Regions from separate parts of the Mus musculus genome. Here region 1 is linked to region 2. The links are chromatin contacts, called in public HiChIP or PLAC-seq maps. All regions are on one chromosome and are shown on one strand. The core of a region is the stretch at or near the end of the contact, and the rest is flanking DNA. Distances in the headings are between cores, read along the strand shown.

The links. HiChIP or PLAC-seq counts read pairs in DNA pulled down with a chosen protein or histone mark.
Region 1: an H3K27ac HiChIP or PLAC-seq map of VIP interneurons shows a contact between it and region 2, with 2.1 times the contacts expected there. The contact joins the enhancer-like site here to the promoter of Fbln2 in region 2. A contact is called at or near these places in 12 of 39 promoter capture datasets (the 3T3-L1 cell line, 3T3-L1-derived adipocytes, the C10 cell line and 7 more), 14 of 484 Hi-C or Micro-C datasets (the AML12 cell line, the C2C12 cell line, the N1E-115 cell line and 9 more), 11 of 115 datasets of contacts at active chromatin or transcription factors (the NIH/3T3 cell line, T-cell acute lymphoblastic leukemia, VIP interneurons and 7 more) and 3 of 9 other capture datasets (adipose tissue, embryonic stem cells and liver).

What each region holds. Positions count from the first base shown.
Region 1 is chr6:91,275,468-91,282,117 of GRCm38.p6, reverse strand. No RefSeq gene overlaps it. Among named protein-coding and RNA genes, the nearest start is that of Fbln2, 66 kb to the right of the region's middle. Within about 2 kb of position 4,442, at least 19 of the 459 cell types and tissues checked have an H3K27ac peak or open chromatin away from gene starts, as enhancers often do. A contact at or near this core is called in VIP interneurons and cortical glia, where this site is marked.
Region 2 is chr6:91,209,719-91,216,491 of GRCm38.p6, reverse strand. It overlaps Fbln2 (fibulin 2), which reads right to left and starts at 3,728. Exons shown (of 18, transcript NM_007992.2): 1 at 3,592-3,728.

The sequences.
Region 1 (6,650 bases), core at 3,193-5,692, 65 kb before region 2:
GGCCTGGGGACCACAAAGACCAAACAGCACAGAGCTGCAGGTTGGGTGCCACCAGCCAGGCTCTCCACAATCACATGCATTTACCGAGAAACACACAGACACCAGGTCCTCCAGGCATCCAGGGTAGGACAGGCCCCATTTACAGCCACTACCCCAGCGCAGCTGTCAGAACTGCCTGCTCTCACGTGGGTGGCCAGACCAATTCAGCAAATGCTACGGTCAGCACCCCATACTGGCCACACACAGGAGTTGCCTTTCCAGAGGGCCTCTCCCGCCCAGCATGTACATGCTCATGTCTGTGCATGTGGGCTGGCAGCTAGGCACACCTAGTCTTTTTTAAATGCCAATTACACAGAAATTACAGTTATCAGAAGCCATAGTGGGGCTCCAGTGGGCCTCTTAACCCTATAGCGTTCTCCAGTAGCAGGTCTCAAACTAGTATAATTCCCATAAACAGAGAGAAAATAGGAAACAGAGGCTCTGAAAAGCCAGACAACCACAGCCAAAGCAACAGTGATCCCGTGCCTGTGGCAAGGGTGACGGGGAAGGTATCATGTTCATTAGAATTTGGAAACAGGTACAAGGTGTCATCTGAACTCCGCACACCCCCTTGCTTATGTGCTTCTAGGCGACTCCCCAGCCCTACACTGGCTAGAATGAAGTTTACCCTAGCTGCATCAACTGCTAGCAATCCCGCTCTTGGCCACCAGGTGTCACCACACACCGCCTATGGCCTGGAGAGGCCACAGCTATGGAGATAATCAGGTATCAAGCTAGGAGTGAGATTGTTGAAGCTCTGTGGCAGTCCCTAGAATTGTGCTGTTTCTGGTCAGCCAATAGGGTCCTTCTTTACCCAGATATGAGTCAGAGAAGACAAAGAGAAGCCTTCCAGTTTGAGCAGTCCCAGCCCTTGAGGGCCGAGGTGCTGGGAGCTGGACTGGCAGATGACAGAGCCAGAGGCTGCAGCCACAGCCCTGGAATCCAGGACCCTGTTGCTTCTTAGACTTAGGAGCTAGAAGCTCAGAGCTGTGGGTGTTCATGCTGGAGGTTCATCACCCTGGGCTTTAACCCCCAGTGGCCCTGGCACTGGGCTGCTATTGTAACACTAGGCAGCTACCTGGGTGTCACAGCTAACTGGGGCAGCAAGCAGCTAGCTACCTTCTAGTGGCACAGCTCCTGGGTGGGTCTGAGGTACTGGGCCGCTCAGCTCCTGTAGTGACTTATGTTACAGCTCTCAGGCACTGGGTTGCCCTGTGATATCCTGAGTAGTGACAAATGTAGGGTGTCTAAGACCGTTGGCCCTGGAGACTCAGTGGTACCCTGGGATGAAGGCCACAGGTTCTGCCTCTACCTGGGATCTCTGCCTTCTCCCTCCTTCTCTATCCCCTTTACCTCATCCCTAGTTGTCTTAACCCCAACCGTTCTTTGAACTCTTCAACAACCTGTATGGTCATACTCCTTAGGGACGTGACAGTCTCTCCTTGGTGAATTCACTTGGACCTCAATAAAGATCAAAGTGGGTGTGTCCCCCATTACCCTGGGACACACTCCAAGATCCCCACTAGGCACCTAAAATTGTGGGTGGCCCTTAGTCCTATGGATCTTGTGTTTTTGTTTTATATGCTTGCCTATCTTTTTTTTTTTTCCAAGACAGGGTTTCTCTGTATAGCCCTGGCTGTCCTGGAATTCACTCTGTAGACCAGGCTGGTCTACAAAAAAATCAAAAAATCAGAAATCTGCCTGCCTCTGCCTCCCAAGTGCTGGGATTAAAGGCGTGTGCCACTACTGCCTGGCATGATCATTCATTTTATAAATGGAGCATGGTAAGATATTGTGACAGAAATAGTACAGGGCAGTAGCAATACCATGGAGCAAATGCTCTGGGGCGCTGTAGCAAAAGTAATGTGCCTGCTCTCTCCCCTCTCCTCCCTACCCTACTCCCTGTCACTCAGAGAAAGCTCTTCGCTTCACTTCTTCCTTACATGAGGGAGCACTCACAGTTCTTCATATGACTGGAGCACTTATGGATTCTCTTTGTCTGAAGGGAGCACATTTGGCTCCTCTTCCCTTGAGGAGAGCACTCCCAGATCCCCTTCCCATGAAGAGTTCTATCAGTCACGTTTCTGTTGCTGTGATAAAATACCATGACCAAGGAAGGCATGGTCATGGAAGGAAGAAGGATTACGGTTTATGGTTTCAGAGTGATGAGAGTCCCTTAGGGTAAGTATGGCAGCACTCAACAGACTGGGCGACAGAGCAGGAAGCTGAGCGATCTTATTTTCAAGCACAAACACAAAGCAGAGAGAGTGTAGAAACAGAGAAAGGAGGAGTGCTTTCAAGCTGGGAGAGGCTGAGTGCTCTCAAGCCTCCCCCTCAGTGTAGCTCCTCCCCCCTCAGTGTAGCTCCTCCCCCCTCAGTGTAGATCCTCCCCCTCAGTGTAGCTACTCCCCCCTCCGTGTAGATCCTCCCCCCTCAGTGTAGATCCTCCCATAGTTACTCCCACTAGACCACACATAGATACCTCCGCCAAACAGAGTCACCAGCTAGGGACCAAGTGTTTAAATATTTGAGCCTATAGGTGCATTTCCCATTAAAGCACCACAGGGGAGTACTTCCAACCCCTCTTCACACTGAGGGGTGCACTCCTGGCTTCTCTTCAGCCCATCTGGGTTCCCAGCATCACTACCCTTGCCCTCTGGAGCTATCTAAGAAAAGCAAAGGCCACTTTGCTGAGTATGGTGGCCGTGCCTATAACCCTAGTGCTTCAGAAGTGGAGGCAGGAGTCTCAGCTACCCAGTGAGTTCAAGGTCAGCCTGAGCCACAGAAGACTATCTTAAAACAATTAGAGAGTGAACAACAAACACAACCATTTGAATGCCAGGACTGGAATGAGACTGTAGATTCCACAACCAAAACGTCAAATGATACCTGCTTGGCTGTCATGGCAACTGATACTCCAAACATGACTGAGTGTGGAAGAATGGCATTATGTCACTCTATTTGGAAGAGGTCAGAGCCAGAAAACTAGGAATTACCTCTTTTAAATTTTTTATTTTCTTAAATTAATTTTCATTTTATGGGTATGAGTGTTTTGCTTACACGTATGTCTGTTCACCACATGTGTGCCTGGTGCCTGTGGAAGCCAGAAAACCCCCTGGAACCAGAGTTGTGAGCTACTATGTGGGCACTGGGAACTGAACCATCTTCACTTGTAAGGGGGCACTCTAAGCTCCTCTTCAAATGATGGGAGCACCTCCAGATTCTCTCCACCTGAAAGGCCTTTTCAAGTGCAGCAAGCGCTCTTACCTACTGAGCCATCTCAACATCTTATCATTCCTGTGTGTGCATGCACGCTGTGGGTAAATGTGTGCCACCTGTGTGGGTCGGAGGTTAACCCACACAGTTCTTTCCTTCTACCTAGTACCTTTACTCACTGAGCCATTGCACCAATCCCTGGATTATTTGTTTCTGGAACTTTCTCTTTAATGTTCTTGGGTGGCTGTTGATGAAGGAGAACTGGAAGGGAAGGGGAGATCTCAGTGAGAGGACTGCAGCAGCTGGGTCTCGCTGGCAATTCCCTGATGACAGAAACAGGATATCTTTTCACATGCATATCAGCCATCTGCAGGCATGCTTGCTGAGGTGTCTGCTCAGCTTTTTGCCTGCCTTGTAATTGTGTCATTTTCTATTGTTACATTTTAAGAGTCCTTTGTATGCCTTGGACAATAGTCCTTTATCAGCTATGTCATTTGCAATTATTTTCTGCCAGTCTGTGGCCTTCCTTATTCTCCTGGCTTTGGCCACCCTCATAGAATTTTAATCTTTATATGACCCTTGGTAAGCCAGGACCCTCTCTGCCCATCTCTGGGAAATAGGTTGAGCCCCTAGCACAGAACTTGAAGCACGGGGCTGCTGGGAGGCCCTGGTGAATCTGCATCTCCTCAATTTTCTTGGTGGAGAATGTTGCTCACGGACCAGGAAACCCCTGTGCCCTCACAAGTGGTTGTATACCAGGAAGACTCTCACATGTAGATATCCGTTAGTCCTAGGCGGAGCAGAGAAGTTGGCCTTAAGGTGACTATGGGTCCAGACATATGGTTTAAGTATGGACTGTTTGTTTGCTCCAAGTCAGCACTGTGGGTTCCCTCAAGAACCATCTCATTTAACCTCCAACTGTCCCCCACAGACTTCTGTCCCCAGCTCACACTAAACCGGTTCCCAAGCCCCTCTGGGTCACAATGTGACGTTTCAAAACCTCCCACACCACTGAAAACACCTTTCCCCTAAACCTACCTGCCCAAATCCATCTTGGCTCTTAATCATTGGAGTTGGGATGCAGCCACAAGAGGGCGCCCTTGCTCGCCCGTACACCAGAACTCTGCAGGATTGAAGAATCAGCAGACTCAATTTCAGGCCCCCAGACCTCCTGTGAGCCCAACTCACCGCCCCCAGAGGAGGGACTGCCCTGCCCACATCAGGACAGTTCTGTTTGTGCACAAAGAGCTTTGTAATGGCTCCGGGCTACCCTGCAGAAACCATGTGACCTTCAGAAACTCTCAAGAGAACAGCTTGACTTAGGGATCTCAGAAGAGGCCTGGGGCTTCCAGAGAAGTTCAAGGCCTAGAAACATATGTACATTTTCTCACTATTTACATGTTGCTCCAAACTTCTCTAAATGAAACGTCAAGAACCCAGGGGCCACCTGCTACCTCTGTTGCAGGAAGAACCCCGGTTAATAGCACATCCAAGTGGCTTAGGTAGAACACCCCACACACCCTGCCCACCACAGGCCAACAGCAAGTTAGCTCTGTGCCCCTCAGCCTGCCATTTTGGGAAACACATATGCAAGCTGCTGGGTACCACTTTTTGCAGGGAAGCCCTATGCCAGGACAGGTTAGAGCCTAGACACCTGCAGACAGCATGCACTCCTACACATGTGTCCTCTACAGAAGAAGCCTCACACAAGCCCATGCCCATGGTCATGCTGCCCAGGACCCCACAGCTCCAGGCCGATCCTGAGGACGACCCCTGGAAAACCCAAATCCTATGATTCATTCCCAGTCCTCAAAGCTGCTGAGATTCAACCAAGAACATGCAGGATAGGCTGTGGTCCCTGGGAGGGGTCTGTGATGGTCTGAAACAGGCATGTGGTTTCCATCAATGTTCCTGAGCATAAGAGAGCCAAGCTAGCCTTGAGCCCACTCTAGCTGACAATGACTTTGATCCTACTCCTTCTGCCCTCATCTCCCAAGTACTGTGCATTGTGTGCATCACCCAACCACCATTCCCAGTGGAGTTAGGGACTAGTTCTGCTCTCAAGGAGTTGGGTCCATGGAGTAGAAAACAAAACAAAACAGGAAGTAATGAAAATGTAACTCAAAATCCTCTGGTGGGTTGAGCCAGTGTGAGCCAAGCCCCTAGCCTCCGACTGCTTCCACTGAGGGAGAACTGTTCCTGCCCTTGGACCCTCTTCCCTGGCGGGGGGGGGGGGGGGGGAGCTGCCAGGAGTACAGTGACTGTCACCCTCAGAGCGGACAAACCCACAGGTGTGAGAGAGAAGGGCAAAGGGATCACAATCCAACAGGGGACATTTCTAAATCAGCGCAGAGGGGATGAACTGGGCAGCACAGTACAGTGTTCTCTGAGACAAGTGAACCAATGGGAGTCCAGCTGCTCTCCAACGCAGAGGGGACCCAAACAGTTCCACTTTACTCCAAGTATAGAGGGCAGCCAAGTCTGGCATGGGAAGACAAGCAGTGTGTGCTCTGTCACATAAATGGAGTCCTTGAAAGTTGATCTTGGGCTGGAGAGATGGCTCAGAGGTTAAGAGCACTGACTGCTCTTCCAGAGGTCCTGAGTTCAATTCCCCACAACCACATGGTGGCTCACAACCATCTATAATGGGATCTAATGCCCTCTTCTGGTGTGTCTGAAGACACCGACAGTGTACCCACATATATAAAATAAATAAATCTTTAGAAAGAAAAGGGGAGGGAGGGAGGGAGGGAGGGAGGGAGAGGGGGAGGAAGGGAGGAAAGAAAGGAAGGAAGAAAGAAAGAAAGAAAGGAAGGAAGGAAGGAAGGAAGGAAGGAAGGAAGGAAGGAAGGGAAAAAAAGAAGGAAGGAAAGTTGATCTCACTGAAGCTGAGAGCAAGCTCTGGGGAGGGCAGAGAAAGAGCAATCAGTGAGGGATGCAGTGTGGTTGAGGGGGAAATATTCCAGTGTGCCACAGCACAGCACCTGGGAGTGGGGTGTAACTAATTTAGTGTCTCAAAGTAGCCAGAAGAGTTAGAATGTAGTCAGTTTAGAGAAACAATGGAAACCTAAGGTTGTATATACTGTAACAACCCTGTGCGGGTTACTCCTAGGGTAGTTTGAGTGAGTGTTCCCCCCCCCCATCCCCCTACCCCCTCTCAGTATTTGAACACCTGGTTCCCAATTGGTGGCGCTGCTCGGGCAGGCTTAGGAGGTGTGGCCTTGCTGGAGGCAGTGTCACTGGGAGCTTAAAACTTTCTGGTTCCCTCTCTCTGTTTTCTGCTCACAGTTCAAAATGTGAGCTCCAGGCCTGCTGCTGCTCAAGCCACTCTGCTTGCTTTGCTGCCATACCTCCTGCCATGATGAACTGCGTCTCTCTGGAACTGTAATTCCAAA
Region 2 (6,773 bases), core at 2,479-4,978:
ACATGTCACAGGAAGCTTAGTGACCCCTTCCAGGCCTAGCTCCCCATTCGCATGTATTTTCTCAAGATGGGGCCTACCCCGACCCCAGGCCTGTCTCTAAAGAGGGCTCAGTGGTCACATGGTACCATTCTGCAGAGCCATGAAACCTCCTGAACCTGCACATGTCCAGAACATCTTTACATGAACCTGTATCTTGGGGATTCCTGGTTCAAACCTTCTAGGGACTCTCCTTTAATTTGGGACACTAAGGAGGCAGAGGAAGGGAGATCTCTAGGGGTCAGAGGTCAATCTGGTTGACATAATGAGTTGAGGCCAGCCAGAGCTACATAGCAGGATCCTGTCTGAAGAAGCAAGATAAAGCAAACTAAAAACTTCCAGGAAATTTCAGACTCCCTGCTGTATACCCTGCACCTTCTCTGTCCCTACTGTCCCCTTCCCACAAAAGCTCCACCACCACCCCTTTTGCTCACACACAAGCACCAAGGAGAATCTCATCCTAGGCTCCTTGAACTTGCTGTCATTGTCATTGTCATTCATATCTCAGTTTAGAAATCCCTCCTCAAAGAGACCCTTAACCTCATCCCTAAGCCTAGGCTACCAGGATAAGGTCTAGACCAGCCCTCTGCATAGCAAGACTCCATTTCAAAACAACCAAACACATACACATACACACACACACACACACACACACACACACACACACACACACACACACTCCTGGCCATATACCTCTTTCCACAATATGTTCCCATCTGGATCCCACTCCACCCCACCCCATCCTGCCTCCTCCAGTTAGAAAATCAGCTGCATAACAACATGCACAGCATCTGCTTCACCCACCCCCAGCTCCCATGAGCATCTGTACCCGGCCAGAACAAAATGCTAGACAGTCATCCCCATCTCTGCCTCCTCACTGTAAGCTCATGAGCACTGGAAAGTGCCAGAAGTCTCTACTGTGCAGAAGAAAAGACTGAGGTCCAGGAAATGGGGTTGGGAGTAGAGCAGGGCCTCACCTCTAGACTACCTCCCTAGCAAAAAATCTCCAAGAAGCACCAAGGAGAAGCCAGTGTGGCTGCACCCTCCTCATGTCCCCTGAGCTGTAGACAGGCAGCCACATGTCACAGGGGTGCTTAGCATACCTACGATCCGCCACATGCGGAAGATGAGTGTAGAAGATCACAGAAATTTCAGCTTAGAATAACACAGTGGCCACCAGACCCTGAACCACCCATCAAGCAGCTGCCTGCAGGAACATGAACTTGGCTTGTGTGGTATCCTGAGTCCCTCTCTGTGTGGCATCTCCTTTGCCAAGGCCAGCTAGGGAAATAAGAAAAAAACAATTATTCACAGCCTAGCTTCCAAATTTAAGGCACAAGGCCAGAAGATGTCCAAGAGGTCACGCCTGAGTGATGCCATAGATTTACCCCGACTTTGTGATCTCCACTTGAGGGCCACAGGAGTCACAGCAAAGAGGGCTGTCACTCCCATCAGACATCAAAGGGCCAGGCTGTGTGTAATCTTACGCCTGAGCCCCAGGTTCTGCTCTACCATGATCCCAAGGAGCAATCTCTTTGCCTTAGTCATGCCAGGAGCATTTATTGAGCACCTACTGTGTGTCCTCTATGGACGAGACTCAGGAAACTCCAGAGTCACTGACATCCAGGTCTCCCTTTCTCGGGATTCAATGCTGGAAGGACAGAGAGCCTGGAAGAACAGAGAGCTTTGTTCCAGGGTATGAAAATGTTCCTTTGCTTGTTGAATTCTTTCTGAGCCTCCCTTTTCCAGTCAGGAGAACCAGTGTGACTTTACAGAGGAGCTCTCAGAATAACAAGAAGGAAAATTCTATGCGAGGTCTATCTCAGGTCCACCAGGAGCTCTGACCTTCCTCCTATGGGGACACCAGGCCATCACCCCCACAGACCAGCACAAAATGTCTATACTATCATTAGAATCCCCTGTAAACCTGATCCTGGACACTCCCACCTTTGTGGTGACCAACATCCTGAATGGTAGGAGGCTTACTTAAGGCATGGCAGAGCCTAGCCTGGGCTCACCCTTGAGATAGCAATGGATTTAAAAGGCTACAACCAGAACAGGTCTCCAAAGGCCAGACAGGAGCCCAGAAGAAAGATCTGGTAGAGACTGCAACCAAAGGTGCCCCTGGCCCATCCCTAAGGGAAGGCAGCCAGCAGCACTGGTTGAAGCACTCCACAAAAGCATATGAATCCTAACCACCAGAGCTTGCTTTTTTTTTTTTTTTTTTTTCAAGAAAAGACGGAAATCCGGACTTTTCTGTGAAAGCTGCCAGTTAGTAAATGCTGGCAGCTAATTAAATTTTTAAAAACAATAATAGCATACTGAGAGCCAAGCAAAACATGCAGAGCTAGTCACAGCCGGGGCTGGCGGGTCTGCACCTCCAGTCAGATGCTTTCTACATACTACATGAAGGGGTGGGCGGGAAGACAAGAGGTACCCACCCTTGGCAACATCTCCCATCCTGCCTTTCCTCTTGGGGGTCCTGCACACACACACACACACACACACATACTTGGCACCTCTGGAAGGTGAGGCGAGAGCTCCGATCATTCCATCACAAATATGTATTAGCTCCACTCAATGCCAAGCCCAGGGAGCCCTCTGCTGCCACCCACCCACGTCACCCAAGCTCTCCTGGAGAGGGTCAGGTTCAGCATCCTCTGAGCAACAAGGACCCACACACCACAAATTCCTTTTTGTCTCTCTGGCCAGTCATAGAACACCTGCTGGCTCAGACCAACTTCGGACTGGTCCAAGTGGCCATCACCGTGAAGCAGATGGGCACGATCTCAGGCTGGCTGAGGAAGAAAGGATGGACTCTTGCCTAGGAGAGGGGGGGCGGGGAAACAAGAGGTGGTGAGGAGCCAAGCCCACCCCTGAAGACTTAGCCCCTCCTGGGCCCCCTAGGCCACTCCAAGAGTGAGCCAAGACTAACACCAGCAGCCACCTCCTTCTCTCTAGGCTGAGGCTCCCACTCAGCAGGGGAACCGCAGATGCTAGGGACCATGACTCTGTCTGTGAACCTGAGTGTGGGGCCCTCTGTGTCCAACACAGGCCCGTGTGGGAGATGTGTGTGGAATAGCGGATGGAGATAAGCGAAGCATTGAACCAACCGGCACTGAACCAAACTTTCTATGGATGTCGAACGCACACGTGCCTAACACGGACACATATGCATGTCTGAAGGATGCCTAAAACATGCAAGTGTGTGTGAAAGCACTCACGTGCAGAGGGATGTGGGAGAAGTGAACGTGCACAGCCCCTGCACGAGAGATTCTGGGCTGGGTGTTGGGGTGGCCTGTGCCTCTGCAGAGCTTGCAGTAACTTCTGCTAGTGTGAGTGCATGTGTGGCAGTTTGTGACTGAGGGTGGGGTGGTACCAGACCGAGAGGCCCAATCTTTCCCGCCGGGGATGGGGGGCAGCTGGGGGAGTGACCCTGGGAGACCCTGAAGGACTAGTCTGGTGTCTGGAGAGCCAGAGAGACGAGCCAGCGATCAAGAGAACGTGACTGACCTAGAGGAAGCGCGGGGTGGAGATCGAAGGCTCTGTACTTACCCGGTGCTCTGTGTTGAGCTGCGCCGCCGTCAGTCTGTCCGCGCACCCGCCGTCGGTGAATCCAGAGTCCGGGTGGCGCGCGGCTCGGGGTTGGAGAAGAGCGGGACTAGCCAGGCCTTGAGACCCCGCCCCACAGGTCCCGCCTCAGGGCGGGGCCTCGATTTTGCTAAGACTTCGCCCAACCCAGTGCTCAACAAGCCCAAATAGGAGCCCAGGAGCCGGCGCTCTCCTGTCCGGGTCTCTGAGTCCCTCTTTCCACTCCCTCTCACCATGCTTTGGCTATATTGAGACTCAGATGTCTCAGTACTGCGCCACCCTTTAGCTTCTCCTCCTGGACCCAGCACCCTGTGATAGCCAGAGGTACCCAGGCTCAAAGCTGCCCAGGGACAGGTCTGCAGAAACTAGGCATGGGCATGCTCCCATCTTAGTTCTCCACTGTCTAGATCACCCTGCCCTTTTTCTTTTTTTCCTTTCTTTCTTTCTTTCTTTCTTTCTTTCTTTCTTTCTTTCTTTCTTTCTTTCTTTCTTTCTTTCTTTCTCCTCCTCCTCCTCCTCCTCCTCCTCCTCCTCCTCCTCCTCCTCCTCCTCCTTCTTCTTCTTCTTCTTCTTCTTCTTCTTCTTCTTCTTCTTCTCCTCCTCCTCCTCCTCCTCCTCCTCCTCCTCCTCCTCCTCCTCCTCCTCCTTCTTCTTCTTTTTTTATCCTGATTCAGTTGCCTGTACTATGGTGTGGCTTAGCCAATCCTCTTGACCTCTGTGGGTAGGGAGCTGTGGAGAACACTGTCATCCACAGCACAGTGCCCAAGAGGCAGTCAACACTCTGTAAGATATAAACTCAAAACATATCATTACTGGGCCCTTGGCTCCCTGCCCCCCAAATGACAGAGGTGTCTGGTCACCACTGTCCACTCTCAGCAGGCCCAGGGCCTGTGCATGGTAGAAAGTCAACAGTGAGCTTCACTGTCTGAGATCCAGGACTGCTAATCACCTCCCATACCTGCCAGAGATGGATGCCCCTATAGCCACTGCCCGTCATCCTAGGAGCAGCTGTGGCCCAAGAGTAAGACCCCATGGCCCAGAACAGGTGTGAGGCAGCCAAGAGCAAACAAAAAGACAGAGAAGGAAGCTATCTGCCCAGGGTTACATAGCTGCACCTAGAAAGAGCCAGGGAATTGTAGAGGAACCAGGATGGGTTGTGGAGAGCAGAGCTGAATGGAAAAGTCTGACCCAGCCTGCCTCTGTGGGCTCTTTCCACAAACGCCTCTCTCAGGGCCTTTGTGTATGCTGTTAACCTCTACCCGAACACCTCTCCCCCAGGAGCCTAGGGCTGGTGCATCCTTGTTTTGAGATAAAATATCCCCTTTCTGAGACCACATCAGAGCCCTTCTATCCTGCCACTTGGCTGCATTCTCTCCCTGGCTACCTTTTTGAGATTGGTTTATAAATGATCGTTTGTAGAATTACTTAGCAGCTAAGACTTCTTTCCCATGCAGCTGTGTGTCCTTGGGCCAGTCACCTTGGGCAAGTCCCTTCCCTCTGAGTTTTGGCTTACTTCCTCAGGGGCAAACTAAACAATAGGTGTCAAAGCCTACATCAGGGGTTGAGCTGAAATCCCAAAGTTCCAGAGGGGTGTGTTCAGTAAATAGTATATGAGAATAAAGAGCAGATGAAACCCTTCTCTCTATGGCCAAGAGCATAGCTGCAGCAAGCATGGACCCTTTCCCCACTACAAGTCCCGGCTGAGGGAGAGAAGGGAGGCAAGCAGCCAACATTCAGGCTCAGGCTGCAGACAAGGAGCCTGGGCCTGGTTGTCTTTCCACCAGATAACACAGAGGCTGTTTCCCACCTCCGACATTTGAGCCAGAGTCATGGCTCGCCTAGAGCCTGCCAGGACTCTTATCAAGACAGGGTATGCATCACCCACCAGGAATTTGGGGCTGGGGCTTGGCTGACATAGAGTTGGAGGAAGTTATAGGCTGACAAGGTCCAGACAAAGTGCCACAGGGGGCAGAGGTGTTACTCACACCAGTGCTGATCTCACAGCCTCCCTGGGCACTGAGGCGCCAGAGCCAGCAGGCGGAGGGCTCACCTATACCACCTGGCCAACTGGACTGGCTCACAGTTTTTAGGGAAAGGGACTGCAGCTATACCTGGTATATGACCACTCTGTAAATAGCACAAGACACCACCCAAGGGCTTGGGAAGGCCAGCTCTGAGGCTGGGCAGCCTTCCTGAATGACCTTCAGCCTCAGCTTCAGTGTCCCCATGGAGATACTGGAGTTGTGCAGGCAATGCTGGAAGTGGCAACTGGACACACTAAGCCCTTACTTTCATGTTTGTTGTCACTTTATACACCACAAACCTTCACCCTGCATCATCTGTGGGAGAAGAGGTGTCATAAATGTCCCTGGGACTCAAACTTGGAGAGAAAAAAGAGCAACTATTGGGACCAAATCTTGCTGTCATACTAGTATTGTGGAGCCAGGACTCCCTTTGAGAGCTATCCTCCTGCCTCTGGGGACTGATGTGGCTCCCAACCTCCAATAGGCTCTTTGATCCTCCCTCCCACTCTGCCTCTTTGTGTCTCCTGCCCTCCCTTTAACTTTGCAGCCACAGTGCAGGAGCTCCAGTCCGCTGGCTCCCCAGCTGCAGGGAAGAAGACAGTAGACACCAGAGCCACCAGAGCTTTCCAGTGGAGACTCTGCTGTCTCCCCAACCCAGAAAAGGCACTGTGGCTTGAATACCCTTTGAAAGCCCTCAGGCTCCTGAGCCCTGAATGTCCCTGAGGTTGCTGGGGAGGGGGTGATCTAGAGGGTAAACGGTTGCTGGGCAATAGAATCTCCAGGAAGTGGGCCTGGTGGAGCATGGTTAGGTTGTGGGGGCTCCACCCTCAGATGGGATTAATGAGTCTTTCTCAGGCCCTGCTCACTGAGACTTTGTTGTAAAGACCCAGCCTGCCTGCCCCCCACCCCCTCTGACTTCCCGTCTGGACATGTGATCTGTCCCTCTCACAGAGTTTCAGCCATGATGTGGTGCAGCCCAGGGGCCCTCCCCAGGATGCTGGCCCTGTAATCTCAGCTCTCCTAGGCTCTGAGCTACAGAAGACTCTTTTCTTCATACAGCAGCAGAAACTGAATGAAAATAACTTTCAAAGATGATGGCCAGAGACTTTTAAAGGCCAGTCC